3 separate regions of the Mus musculus genome follow, and all the other regions are linked to region 3. Evidence: chromatin contacts called from public Hi-C data. All regions are on one chromosome and are shown on one strand. Each heading gives the region's core, a stretch centred on a gene start, on an enhancer-like site or on the middle of the called end of the contact. The rest is flanking DNA. Distances are from core to core; before and after follow the strand shown. Region 1 overlaps Ssh2 (slingshot protein phosphatase 2). Region 2 overlaps Ssh2 (slingshot protein phosphatase 2). Region 3 overlaps Efcab5 (EF-hand calcium binding domain 5).

The links. Hi-C and Micro-C count contacts between places; a contact is called where the count stands out from the background.
Region 1: a Hi-C map of bone marrow-derived macrophages shows a contact between it and region 3, with 26 read pairs. The contact joins two enhancer-like sites. A contact is called at or near these places in 2 of 15 datasets of contacts at CTCF or cohesin (the NIH/3T3 cell line and large pre-B cells), 4 of 484 Hi-C or Micro-C datasets (the HPC-7 cell line, bone marrow-derived macrophages, embryonic stem cells and 1 more), 1 of 115 datasets of contacts at active chromatin or transcription factors (embryonic stem cells) and 3 of 9 other capture datasets (adipose tissue, liver and macrophages).
Region 2: a Hi-C map of bone marrow-derived macrophages shows a contact between it and region 3, with 16 read pairs. The contact joins two enhancer-like sites. A contact is called at or near these places in 1 of 15 datasets of contacts at CTCF or cohesin (the NIH/3T3 cell line), 2 of 484 Hi-C or Micro-C datasets (bone marrow-derived macrophages and nephron progenitors) and 2 of 9 other capture datasets (adipose tissue and embryonic trunk).

Annotation. Positions count from the first base shown.
Region 1 is chr11:77,316,866-77,321,800 of GRCm38.p6, reverse strand. All of the region lies in intron 1 of Ssh2 (slingshot protein phosphatase 2), which reads right to left. Among named protein-coding and RNA genes, the nearest start is that of Gm24989, 74 kb to the right of the region's middle. Within about 2 kb of position 3,165, at least 28 of the 459 cell types and tissues checked have an H3K27ac peak or open chromatin away from gene starts, as enhancers often do. A contact at or near this core is called in the HPC-7 cell line and bone marrow-derived macrophages, where this site is marked.
Region 2 is chr11:77,408,569-77,412,884 of GRCm38.p6, reverse strand. The region is part of intron 5 of Ssh2 (slingshot protein phosphatase 2); the gene reads right to left. Among named protein-coding and RNA genes, the nearest start is that of Coro6, 53 kb to the left of the region's middle. Within about 2 kb of position 2,789, at least 59 of the 459 cell types and tissues checked have an H3K27ac peak or open chromatin away from gene starts, as enhancers often do. A contact at or near this core is called in bone marrow-derived macrophages, where this site is marked.
Region 3 is chr11:77,157,128-77,161,958 of GRCm38.p6, reverse strand. All of the region lies in intron 2 of Efcab5 (EF-hand calcium binding domain 5), which reads left to right. Among named protein-coding and RNA genes, the nearest start is that of Efcab5, 29 kb to the left of the region's middle. Within about 2 kb of position 1,443, at least 60 of the 459 cell types and tissues checked have an H3K27ac peak or open chromatin away from gene starts, as enhancers often do. A contact at or near this core is called in the HPC-7 cell line and bone marrow-derived macrophages, where this site is marked.

The sequences.
Region 1 (4,935 bases), core at 1,916-4,415, 160 kb before region 3:
CACTCATGCCATTTTATTTTCAGAGCTTTATTGTTAAGCAGATTTTATTTAAAATGTGTGATGATTTCTTGATAGAAAAAAATGATCAGGAAACAGGATGGTAGGTGATTCTAGATGTGCATTCAACTATAGATTGAAAGACATGTATTCTTACCAACCTGTCTAATACTTGCACATAAAAATAGGTCACTGTAATGTGGTTAATTTCCATTGACTGGATTTAGAATAATCCAGAAGACACATTTTTGGGCATTTCTGTGACAGTGTTTATAGAGATACTTAATTAAGGAGGAAGGACTCAACCTAAACAGGGTAGCACCCTCCCACGGGGGTGGGATCTAAGACTGAGTAAGAGGAAGGAGAAATCCTGATAAGCATCAGCATTTGTCTCTTTTTACAGCCTCACTAGGATAACATAAGCAGCTGCTGCAAGCTCCTGCTACTAAAGAGCCACCACACCCTTCCCACCATGATGGATAGTATTCCCTTTAAAAATGTGAGTTGCTTTCTGTCACAGCAATAAAAAAGATAACTAATACAGTCTGGGGAAAGTGTAAGCACCCAAGCCTCATTTGCAGAGACACAGGCTGTGAAAAACAATGGGTGGTCCAAAGTGTAAGCAATAGTTTCCCCGAATTCCTTTTAGTTTCCATATGTTCCAATATTGTATATTCATTTATTATTCTCCTGACTTGTTCCTGCTCTTATATCACCATGGATGACCCTTCTTCCCTGTTGTATATTCTTCACCAGTGTTGTGGTACTCTGTACTGTGTCTCTGTCCTTCACCTACCTAAGGCATTCTCTAATTGGCTTTAATAAAAATCCAATAGTCAACAAGTTGGGTAAGAAGTGGAAGGTAGGACTTCCTGGGAGGAAGAAAGGAACTCTGGGAGGAAGAAGGCAGAAAGCCTTTACACCAGGACATGGGAGGAGACAGATATGATCACAGGCCTAGAAAGTGTAACTCATCACCTTCTGGCTGGCTGGAGCTAGGTAGTTAGTTTAACTTAGGTGATGTATTGGCTAGTTCTGTGTCAACTTGACACAGCTGGGGTTATCACAGAGAAAGGAGCTTCAGTTGAGGAAATGCCTCCATGAGATACAACTGTCAGGCATTTTCTCAATTAGTGATCAAGGGGGAAAGGCCCCTTGTGGGTGGGACCATCTCTGGGCTGGTAGTCTTGGGTTCTATAAGAGAGCAGGCTGAGCAAGCCAGGGGAGGCAAGCCAGTAAAGAACATCCCTCCATGGCCTCTGCATCGGCTCCTGCTTTCTGACCTGCTTGAGTTCCAGTCCTGACTTCCTTGGTGATGAACAGCAGTATGGAAGTGTAAGCTGAATAAACCCTTTCCTCCCCAACTTGCTTCTTGGTCATGATGTTTGTGCAGGAATAGAAACCCTGACTAAGACAGGTGAGCTAGTTGAGAGTGTACCCAGCCAAGGCCTAAGGCTTTGAAATATTAAAAGGTCTCTGTGTGGTTATTTGGGAAAAAACTGGTTAGGGAATAATTTCCACTGTAGTAATTTCCACCACTAATCAATATATACAGAATATAATAATCATTTAATCTTCACACCAGTCTTCAAAGCTTGTTTCTTGTGTGTGTGTGTGTGTGTGTGTGTGTGTGTGTGTGTTTCAAGACAGGGTTTCTCTGTGTAGCCCTGGCTGTCCTGGAACTCACTCTGTAGACCAGGCTGGCCTCGAACTCAGAAATCCGCCTGCCTCTGCCTCCCAAGTGCTGGGATTAAAGGTGTTACCACCACCACTGCCCAGCTCAAAGTTGGTTTCAAATGCCAGACATTAATGCTATTTCTTCTATCACCTGGAAATATCTGTTTCCCTCCAATTCTATCTTTACTCTAGCACCATCCAGTTCTGTTTCTAGGTTATGAGTGGGTTCTTCATTTATCTTTCACCATTAAACTGTAAGGTTTTTTTTTGTTTGTTTGATTTGTTTTGTTTTGTTTTAGTTCAAGAACCATGCCTAATCCCACCTGTCATCACAGTGCCCTAGGTACAAGATGGGACTAGAGGAAGAGGCAAAATCAAGTGGCTGTAGTGATTAACTAGTGAGATTTCTTATAGGCAAACACTTAAAACCAACTGGTTATACATTTCCAGCAAGTATGGACTATGTATTTGCAACCTGTTAGCTTTAACAAGTTTGAAGAACTTTGTTGTGTTGCTTGTTTTTTCAGGAGGTGATTTGGGCCCTAAGGCTTTCCTTTTGGCTAAGCAAACAATTTACTTGTTTTTATTTCTGTATGCATACATTCAATATCAACTCACCAATGTCTTATTTTCTAGCCAGTAAATAAGACTGATCCTTATCCTTGGATATTTCACATTGTAACTCAAGGAGAAAGTTCTATTAAAAATGTTAATTGCCTCACTTGGACCAAAGCAAAGTTGGACAGTATAGCATAGAAGCATCAGAGGAAGAAATAACTCTAGGATTGGAAAGTGTTTTAGCTAAGTTAACTTTTACGTTGGGCTTGAACTAGAAAGTTTTGTCAAGTAGTAAAAGCAGACTTATTTCAGGCAGAGGCACAAAGAACCGAAAATGTTACAGGCTATCTGATCACACTGTGTATCTCAAGATTGTGTTATTTACTGAAGGAAAAAAAAAAAAAAAAGACCTGTTTCTAGTCATGATATGGCTCAGCATTAGCACACAACTTTAATTTGTCTGGCAGGAATACAGACTTACCCTGAATCCCAAACAATGAAGATAAATTTAGTTTGTAGAAAGAAGCACCCATGTTTGAAAGTGATATCTAATTGGTGGCAAACAAAGTGATGAATCAGAGAAATATTTGACAGAATAGGATCTGCCCAACTCTCAAAGGAGAGAGGAAAGGGAAGCTACTTAAGTGTGCAGTGCAGAGAGAGAGGAAGTAGAAAGGAGGCAGTTTTACCAGGACAGTTATAAAGAGAGGTTTCAGAGAGGGAACATGGTAGACACAGGTGAAGACAGAACAAACCAGAGAATAAGGAGCCAAAAGATCAGAATATACTGCCAAAGTTTGTATTATACAAAACAGAGCAATTTAGGAGAAGCTGAGAGAAGCCAGATTGAATCAATTAATGTAAAGCCAAGTTTTGAGCCAGGAACAGCTGAGTTGACTAGCCAGCCAGAGTTCAGAAAGACCTAGAAAGGGTGAGCTTATTTAGCAGTGACAACATTCTAGGCTTAGATAAGATTCTATAGAGGCTAGAGGCTTCTAGGACTAGGCCTAGGTTAGCAGAAAAAGGCAGTAAAAATAAGAGATGACAATTACTATAGGAGAATAAAAGTTACTTTTACAAGAATAAGTGGAAACAAGTTTCACATTTGAGGAGCATTGAGTAGTTGTGCATTGCTGGAACAAAGGTAGAATTGGGGGTTAAAGCTATCAAGTAGTCTTACTGTTATGGTTCCACAATGCTAGGTATCCTACCATGACAGCTCTATAGCCAGGAAACTGGATTATCCATTAACTAGATATGGTAGATATAATTTATCAGTTTTCTCTGCCCTTGGCAATAAACTAATAATGGGGGGGGGCTAGGGGGTGTCAGGAAAAAAATCAATAGTGGCCTTTTAAGAGGAAGTGTGCACTTTGGAACTAAAGATAGTGCTGTGCTTCTGGTCTGTGGAAGCAGGAGGATGTAAAGGCACTGTGACAACTCTACTGGTTGTCACCATGGCTGGATTTAAAGGTGTCTAGAACTGGTGAAAGGCATCTGAGTGAATGTGGAGATGTGTACAGAGAGGACTAACATGTGAGAGCAAGTAGGGAGTGGGGAGATCCACTCTTAAGTGTGGACGGTCCCTCCCAAATGGCATCCCAGTTGAAAAAGGAAGAAGCCAGAGGAAAGCAGCAAATGCTTGCCCCGGCTCATTTCTATTTGAATGATTCATCTATATTTGCTGCCATCTACTGACAACAAACTCCATTGTCTTCAGTCATTCCTTATAGACCAGTGGCTCTCCAGGGAGCTCTCAGGCTTTCTGCACTAGATTGGAACTGCTAACACGTCCCATCTACTGTTTTGAGAACTTGGTCCTGTGTGCTGTGTTGCACCAGAGAATATACGTCTATGAACATGCTTTGTGTGTGTGTGTGAATTCGGTTGGTTCTGTATCTCTAGAAAACTCTGCTTAATACAGGTACCATTCCTAGTGTTTGGATTACTTGTTAAGAGAAAGCTTAGCCTATTTCCTAGGAGCAAAGAAAATGGAGGTGAAACCAGTTGCATAGATTATTAATTGGTTTGTAACAAATGAATCCCAGGAGCACTTAGCTGGGTGTTCACTCAATACTTATTATTCACTCAGTGCTGTTGTACAGCGAATACATGAAGATCCAAGCAGCTTCAGTCTCACAACTGTTGTTTTGACCTGGATGGCTGTAAAACTGAAGGTACATTGCAGTGCCTAATGTGAGCTCTAATATGGCTTGGGCCCCCTCAAAGGAGAGTAGTTTCAGGGTTGGCTTCTTGCATAGCAGCCCAGGGCTCTAAAAGGATGCTAGGCTTGGAGCTGGCAATAGTGTAATGCCACTATGTTACACTCTCTTGATGCATTAAAGGACAACCCAGATTCCAGGAGAGGAACTAGATTCCTCTTCTGGGGAAGCAGCAGCAAAGAATCTGCAGTCATCTTCAAGCACCTCTTCCAATTCTGGTGACTAGCTAGCTGAACATGTGGGCACAAGGAACAGGACAGAACACCAAGAAAGAATGTTGATACTGGCTGGAATCAGGAGCCAGACCAAAAATTCAACCTATTCATACTTTATAAAAATATAACATCTAGTAAAGTAAAAATAAGTTAAAGTATGCAACAATTGCAAATGAAGTCAAAGTCATATCTTACTCCTATTATGACAGGATTAAAAGAAAACCTAAATAAAGCTTTCTTGCCTATCAGTTGAAGCAACAGGAAAT
Region 2 (4,316 bases), core at 1,540-4,039, 250 kb before region 3:
ATATGTAGTAGAGGATGGCCTAGTTGGTCATCAATGGGAAGAGAGGCCCTAGGTTCTGTGAAGGTTCTATGCCCCAGTATAGGGGAAGGCTAGGACTGGGAATGGGAGTGGGTGGGTTGGGGAGTATGGGAAGAGGGGAGGGGATAGGGGCTTTTCAGAGGGGAAACTAGGAAAGGGGATAACATTTGAAATGTAAATAAAGAAAATTTCTAATAAAAAAAGAAAAGAAAAAAATAGGTGATTTCAACATCACATTTCTCCAATAGACAGGTCATCTAGACAAAACATAAACATAGAAACATCAGAATTACAAGACATAATACATCAAAAGGACTTCTTAACAGATATCCATAGAAGAAAATTCCACCTAAACACTAGCAGCCCATGGAAACCTCTCTAAAACATCTTGGTATACAAACAAAAAACCTTAACAAATTCAGAAAAAGTGAAACAATGCCATGTATCCTATTTAAGCATAATAAAATAAGATTTAAAGTAGGTAACCAATAGATCTTTAGTAAATATACAAACTCATGAAGATTAATTAACTCATTACTAAATGGCCAAAGATTTAAAATCTTTAAAGTGAAAAAACATGTTAATTCATTAGAAAATTAACATCAAATATTAACTTAGAATAGGTGTTCTAATGCATCTGAAAGAGATGTAGGGTGTCAGGCAGCAAGACACAAGCAGTTTAAAAGCATCAGTGATACCAAATGAAAACTGTTGAAGGTGCTGCCTGAGTTCAAGGATATCCTGGGCTTCACAGTGAGAACTTCTCTCAAAGGAAAACATCTGGGGAGCAACAAACAAATACCAGACCACAAAGCTCTGCTATTTTATAACCTGAGGCATATGCACTGTATTTTGAAAAACAACTTTAAATTGTATTAATAGGAAATTTTGTCACTTAAAACTACAATACGCTTCTCAAAATAAGCTAAATAAATTGGCTACAACATCACTACTTGTATTTATCAATCTATCTTCTACTTTGACTTAATGGTGTTTTGAAACATATTTTCATATTCTGGCATATAAAATAATATAACAAATTCCTTTAAGAGTATCTGAGCACTAGCATTCTGAAACCAACAGCACTTCTTTTACTGTAAAACAGGCTTGCTCAACAGAAGACATAACAGGATTTTATATCTTTAGCTCTTCATGTCCCAGTTTGTTTTCTAGACACTAAAATTTTGTTAATGGAATGGCATCTTTTAGGTATGATGCAGGCAGGATCATTAGAACAAACTGATGTGGTTTGCTGAGGATAAATTACCAGTTACCCATGGAAAGTGTCTGCCCTGGTATCTGATGGCTAACACTCCAGAGTGAGAGTCAGAGTTACTGCCTCCAGCCTCAGGGGGAAGCCTCAGCAGTTTCCATGCACCAAAAGTTCCTGTTCTACAGGGTTTCCAACTGAGGAGTCAAGGGGAACTGAACAAAGGAAATACAGCCACAGCAATTCTGTTTAACTGTACCATACTGTTCTACAGGGGAGCTGTTAATCACACATGACTAAGAAAGTAAATGAAATTTGACTAGTTATGATGAGAATTTATTTTTTTTACATATCATTTTAGTCTTTACTTATTTAAATAGCCAGGTGTCAAATGGCAAAAATACTTGACAATATAGGTCCACATAGGTAAAAATCCAAACCAGAGGTTAGAAACTTCCATTGAATGTGGAAAGGTAGGTATTTTCCCTACTTCCTCGTCCTTGAGATAGTCTTATATATAAGACTGGATGTCCTGAACTTACTACGTAGACCAGGCTGGCCTCACCTTCTTGGCAATTCTCCTGCCTCTGCCTCTGGAATGATGGGATTACTGGAGCATGCCACCATTCTCAAAAAATGAGTATTTCCTTACTAAAAGGGCTGTTACTTATGAAAAACACTAGAAGCTACTGCAAGAGAAAGCTTCCTAAAAGTGGTTGCCAAGCCTCTGTAAAGTCAGAGCATATAATTAAATGCTGTAACTGGTATACATGTTCACAACACATTTCCCAAGCTGACTTTTGTCTTTTCCCCTCCTAACTTGTCATTCCTGGGAAAAGGGCAAGGAAGCTCAACTAAAGGACGATGCTCTTGATTGGACGGCCTGTCAGCTTGTCTATGGGGCATTTTCTTTTGATTGCTAATTGATGGAGGAGGCAGCTTATGGTGGGCAGTGCCATCCCTAGGCAAGTGGGCCTGAGCTGTATAAGAACTACCTTATTTATACATGTGAGCCTGGGAGCAAGCCCGTCAGCATCCTCCGCTTTAATCCCTGACTCGAGGTTCCTGCCCTGGCTCCCCATGATGTTGGTCTATAACCTGTGAGCTGAACTCTTTCCTCCCAAACTTGAAAAAAATTTTTAATTTTATTTTGTGTACATGGGGTAGCATGCTGGAGGCTAGAAGAAGACAACTTGAGTTGGTTTGTTCCACTATGTGGGTGCTGGGGAACTGAACCCAGGTTGTTGGGGTTGACAGCAGGCTCACATACCCACTTAGCTATCTCACCAAGTTCATTTTGGTCAGTGTTTTATTGCAGTAACACAGAGCAAAGCAAGACTACTTCTATGTACAAACTAGAGTAAACCAAGATTTTGGAAGATACTTTCTAGAGATACTAGGATTTCCCTGCCCCCAACTCCAAATCGGAAGGACAATCATTGTCATCTATACCCCTTCCTCCAAACCCAGGGCTTTGTGCGTGCATGTGCATGTGTGTACGAGTGTGTATAAATTTCCCTAGGCCTGGGCCACGCCCCTCGCTATTGCACAATTCCATTTTAGTCCTAAACCAGGAAGTCATGGTTTGAGACATCTGGCAGGATTTCCTGAGGCTTATTATCTCAGAGTGTAAAGATCTGCTTAGCAGCCACATTCCACAGGCTTCTCAAAGGTTCTTCAGAAACAGTAGGGAAATACAACAGAAAACCCTAATGCCTTAAGGATATAGACCCAGCTCCTTCCAATAATAACCACAATGATCTGGAGTCGGTCTGAGATATCTTTAATTACAGGAAGCAAGGTACATGTGAGTTTTGAACCCAAGACCAGTGGTATATTACCAAGAAAGGCGTGAGCCCTTGGATTATCAAAGTAGAGCATTACTGATGGAAAGACTAGATTGGCAGGAGAAAAAAACATTACCCCAGAGCTATGTTTCCATTTGCTTAATTTTATCATTAGTACCCAACAATAAGAGAAAAGTAAAGAATAAGAGTAAATTAGAAATAGTCAAAGATTTTTACCAAGTGTCACTGCCTCTGAAGATCATGGTCAAAACTTATTTCCTAGTTTTATGCCTTGATTTTTGTGTCTATGTGTGTGTACATGTGTTCATATTTTTATGGGGTACATTTGGAGGCCAGAGGTCATCTTGGGTGTCTTTCTCAATTGCTCGTCACCTTAGAGACAGGTTCTCACAGATTTGGCTAGGCGAGCTCCTTGGCTGCTCACAGAAAGTCCAGGGATTACCCTGGCTCCACTTCATTTGTTGTTGTTGTTGTTGTTTGTTGTTTGTTTTTTTTGTTTTTTGTTTTTTTTTTTTTGAGACAGGGTTTCTCTGTACAGCCCTGGGTGTCCTGGAACTCACTCTGTAGACCAGGGTGGCCTCGAACTCAGAAATCTGCCTGCCTCTGCCTCCCAAGTGCTGGGATTAAAGGCGTGCACCACCACTGCCTGGCGTGTCTCCACTTCCTTACCCCTGGGATTATAGGCTCACACTGCTGTACCTAGATTTTCCACCAACGCTAGGAACTGAACTCAGGTACTTGATCTTACATAGCAAACACTTTACCCTGAGCCATCTCCTCAGGTTGTCATGAATTGTTTTTTAACTTAAAAATTTCATTACCATGTATTCACTGTAGATAATGGGCTTCACTGTGATACCTTCATACATCTATGTTAACCATTTTCATAAACATGTACATGTGGTGGTTTGGATGAGTATGACACTCTCAGGCTTCTGAGATGACGATACTTGTGTCACTACTTGAGGAGAATTAGGATGTGTGCCCTTGTTGGAGTAGATGTGGTCTTGTTGGAGGAAGTGTTTTACTGGGTGGCCTTTAAGGTTTCAAGAGCTCAAACCAGGCCCAATGGCTCTCTCTTCCTGCTGCCTGTGGATCTGGATGTAGAATTCTTTGCTTCTTCTCTAGTACCATGTCTGCCTGCATGCTGACATGTTCCCTGCCATGATATGATAATAATGGACTAAACCTTTGAAATTGTAGGCAAGCTTCAATAAATGCTTTTATTTTTTTAAAATAAATGTTGTGGTCATGTTGTTTATTTATGGCAACAGAATAGT
Region 3 (4,831 bases), core at 194-2,693:
ATGGAAAGTCAATGTGAGGACAGAGCAAGAAGGTAGCCATCTGCAATCCAAGGAAGAGACATTATCTGACGTCAACTCTTTGAGCCTTCAATTCAGACAGTGCAGTCTCTAGAACTAGGAGGACATCCGTTCAGTAGCCAGAAATGTCTAGTCTAACTGTTACTCGAGCCTGACAGAGCACCAGTCATTTGTTTAGAATGGAGTCCCAGAAGTGGAACTGGCTAGGTCAAAGAAAGAAGAGCTGAAAGTTTTGGGTGCCAGCTGTCACGTTGTGCTGTTGATTGCTGTGATTTATTCTCCCACCAGCAATGCACAAGAGCTCTCCTCCTACTTGAGCCCAGTCAGTTAGCACTGCTAGGAATGAGAAACCTACAATTTGATTATTTTTCTTCTTTCAATGCTTGAGATTGCACATGCTGGGCAGTCACTGCCTCTGAGCTATGTTCCCTGAGCCTCACTTTTTTTTTTTTTAACAGAAGTTAAATATTTTCATGTTAAAATACTTTATTGTGTGACCTAGTCATTTGTATTTTTTTCTAATATGAACAAGCTATGTCAGCAACATGGGCACGTTGGGGTCTTTCCACATTTAATGTGTGATGCCATGAATTCAAAGACAATTCAATTTCTTTTACCTTAATTCACCAGATATCACTGTTTTCCCTTGGTAGACACAGTCATTGGCAATAGTAGATTCTTTTATTCCAATCTTAATTACTATTGCTAATAGTAGTTAAACAGTATTAACAGTTTTTAAGAGTATTAAAGTATAATGTTCTTTACATGAGAGAAAAAGGCGGAGACAGAGAGAGAGAGACAGAGAGAGAGACAGAGAGACAAAGAGACAGACAGAGAGGGACAGAGAGAGAGAGAGAAAGAGAGACAGAGACAGAGAGAGACAGAGACAGAGACAGAGACAGAGGGGGGGAAGCATTATAGGAGGCTTCAAATGGGTAAAGAGTCCACAGAGAGACCATACTGAAGGCAGCTGATTCAGACTCAAGGAACTGTCTTTGGAGAGGTCAGATAAGCTTTATGAACTGCAGGTGCAGAGTTGTCAAATGCTGCAGGGTGGGGGAAGGGAGGGCAGTTTTAGGGTCAGTTTGAACCAATCTGCTTGTCCCTAGCAGGAGAAACTTCACTTGAGCTGGAGCCCAGGTCACAGGTAAACACACTGCTGTGGCCATTTTACCGGATGGGAAAAATGACTTTAATAGTACCAAGGGGGGGGGGGGTTGCGTCATCCTTTCGTCTGGCGTATTTAATAAGTGCATAAGTCTGTGTTTCTGATATGGTTTTGATATCCCCATGCATCCGGGTGTTCCTGACTTAAACTTGAAGTTCCTAGGTTGTTATACTTTATTGTATAAAGAGGTTGCTTAGCAGGCTGTGCCTTGTGGTTTGTGCTACGGTTGTTCACTTGCACAAACAAGACATGAGTCATTCTACCTCAGCGTTTGTGCTGAAGACGGAAGAAGCTGCTCTTTTAAAAAATGGGATCACTTAGGACAAGCCCCAGCTTGAAACAAGTAGAAACAAATATGGACACGAGCCCAGTCTCCATATTTGTCCTACCTTTTGATGTTTACTTTAAGTTAGAACTATAAATGCTCGTTATGTATTGTTGGCATTGTGTATGATCGCCAAGTCTAAGTGCTTTTCAAATTTCCTCAACTTTTTTGTCTTTTATTATTATTATTTTGGGGGTTGTTTTGTTTTATTTGAGACAGGGGCTCTCTGTGTAGTCCTGAGTGTCCTGGAATGCACCCTGATGACCAGGCTGGCCTCAGAGATCTGCTTGCCCCTGCTTCCCAAATTCTGGGATTAAAAGTGTGTGCCACCATGACCATCTCAAGTTTCCTCAATTAAAAAAAAAAAAAAGCCGGGCATGGTGGCGAACACCTTTAATCCCAGCACTCAGGAGGCAGAGGCAGGCAGATTTCTGAGTTCGAGGCCAGCCTGGTCTACAAAGTGAGTTCCAGGACAGCCAGGGCTACACAAGAGAAACCCTGTCTCGGGAAAAAAAAAAAAAAAAAAGTAAAGCTAGTCTCCACCTTAGAAACATTTGTGTTAATTTTTGTGCAAACGAATCAAGAGGTCATTTAAAGGTGCTTCCTGTGGCTCCCGCGCTCACTCGGAGCTCTCAAGATCCACACGCTCGTCGCTCTCAGGTGTTTTTATTTTTAGGATGAGCTTGAAAATAATTTTAACAAGTAACATAAAGAATACAACTTGGTTTTCCTTCTAAAACGATAGCCAAATATACAGCTCCTTATGGAACAAACTTTTCTGTTACAAGTAGCCAATTTTCCAAATGAGAAAAAAAAAATCGGAATCATGGTTTGTCTCCAGAGGAAAAGGAAACATTTTACAGAATTTGATAGAAATGTTTAGCACCCACATAAATTCACGTTTTCCAGAAACAGGAGTGTTCTCTGACATGAAATCCCTGAGAGTATGTGGTTTTTAATACATCACCTAGTCCTCCTTTACTATGAGACAAGTAAAAGCAGGAGGACAGCACAGTAAGAACAACAACAATAACAACAAGTCTTTTCTATTTTTACAAACTTGGCTAGAAATAGACATGACAATTTGGAAATAAAAATTTCTAATCACTCCCAGAATTACTAGAGAATCAAATGAATAAGGATTTGGGTGGAGGCAGTAAGACAGTGTGTGTGTGTGTGTGTGTGTGTGTGTGTGTGTGTGTGTGTGTGTGTGATGGTCTGGTAGTAACAACTACCTTCTCATCTCTTTAGCTCTTTGGAGATGAAATTTAACCTTACAAACTGAAATGACTAGTTAATTCTTGTTCACTGGAGACTGAATTTATTCTAAGGCCCCTATTTTACCATTGCCAAAGTAGCATTATTGGAATTTTAAAAATAATATTTAGGGCTGGTGAGATGGCTCAGTGGGTAAGAGCACTGACTGCTCTTCCGAAGGTCCGGAGTTCAAATCCCAGCAACCACATGGTGGCTCATAACCATCTGTAACAAGATCTGACTCCCTCTTCTGGAGTGTCTGAAGACAGCTACAGTGTACTTACATATAATAAATAAATAAATAAATCTTTAAAAAAATAATATTTATTATTTTTTATGTATGAATGTTTGTCTGCTTGTATGTGTGTCTGATGCCCTAGAGGCCAGAAGAGGGTGACAGATCCTATGAAACGAGAGTCACAGAAGGCTGTGAGGTGCCATGTGGGAGCTAAGAACGGAAACCCAGCCCTCTGCAAGAGAACAAGTGCTCAGAGCCACCAAGGTTTCCGCCAAATCCTCAAAAAAATTTTGAAAACACTATCATCAAAAAAATATTGTAAATATGACCCCTACTTACTTGAGAGGGAGAGGGTAAGAATTTAACAATGTCCTCTTAAATGTAGCCTCTCAGCTGAGCATGGTGGTGCATGCCTGCAATCTTGGTATTTGAGAAGCTGAGGCAGAAGAATTGTGAATTAGAGGCCAGTCTGGGCTATGGAGTAAGACCATGTATTTAAGGAAAAAAAAAAAAAGCCCAAACAACCAGTCTTTCTAATTTTAAGATGAATGATCTTTTTGCATTTTAAAAATAAGACACACTTGACACTCATTGTGTGCTTTTGATAAACCCCCTTTCTAATTCCCAAAATGTTTTAAAATCAGAACCTTGTCCATCTCAGGGGCTGTGACTTTTCATAGACAGGGTGGGGTGCTATATTTGTCTTATAAACAAATCACCTAATATAGAATGACAAAACATATTAAGAGAATTGATAAAGGAAGAGCAGATAAATGAAATAAGTGGACAAAACTGGGCAGGTTTCAACATTAAACATTAAAAACCCAGATTAAAATTATTTTTCATATGTCTAAATGATAAAATATAACATTTTTAAAGTTTACAATTTATAAAGATGATAGTGCTCTCTTAAATCTTATGGCAGCACATTGCAAGAGAATATATAAAAGAGAAATATATTAGAAATATAAAGATAAATGAGCAAAATCACACAATAATTATGGAGCTATTAAAAACTTCAGTGGTAAGAACTTTGTTAGGATTTAATTCACACATTATTTCTTTCTTATTGTTGCTAAAACAAATTACTATGAAGTTAGTTTCTGAAAACAACACAAGTTTATTCTCTCACAGACCTGGAGACCAGAAATCCAAGATCAGCAACACGGGTCACAATCGGGTGTTGGCAGGGCTGCAGCCCCTCTGGTGGGTCATCTGCCCCTTCCAATCACAGGCTGAAGTCCCAGAGAGGGTTGCCTCCAGCTTCTGGTCACTAGTGGGTGTTATACTCACAGCATTACCAACCTCTGCCTCTATAGTGATGTTGCCTCCTCCTCCTCCCTGGCTGAGAAAACCCACTTTCATACAGACACGTGTGATTGTGTTTAGGGTTTACCTGCATAATTCAGGATAGTTTCCCTGCCCCCAAACCTTAGTTTAGTCACATATACAAGTATTCCTTTTCTGCATAAAGTATCATTTACAGACTCTGGGTCCTAATGGTTATTCCAGGCCATTATCCAGCCCACTATACAATACCTTATGCCCCTTTAAAGGTATACAATTGAATGTATTTTAATATATTTTCAAAATGGAGTAACTGTCTTTAAAATCCACGTTAGAATACTTTCTTCACTGAATAAAGAAGCCCCATGCCAGGTAATGGTCACTCCCCCTTGTCTTCCAAACCGCAGGCCATTGGCGGCCACTAAGGTACTTTCTGTCTCGGTAGTTTTGACTCTTTGGGATATAGTCATAAATGGAAACACCCAATGTGATTTTTGGCTTCTTACACTTATGATGTCATGTAGGTTCACCCATTTCA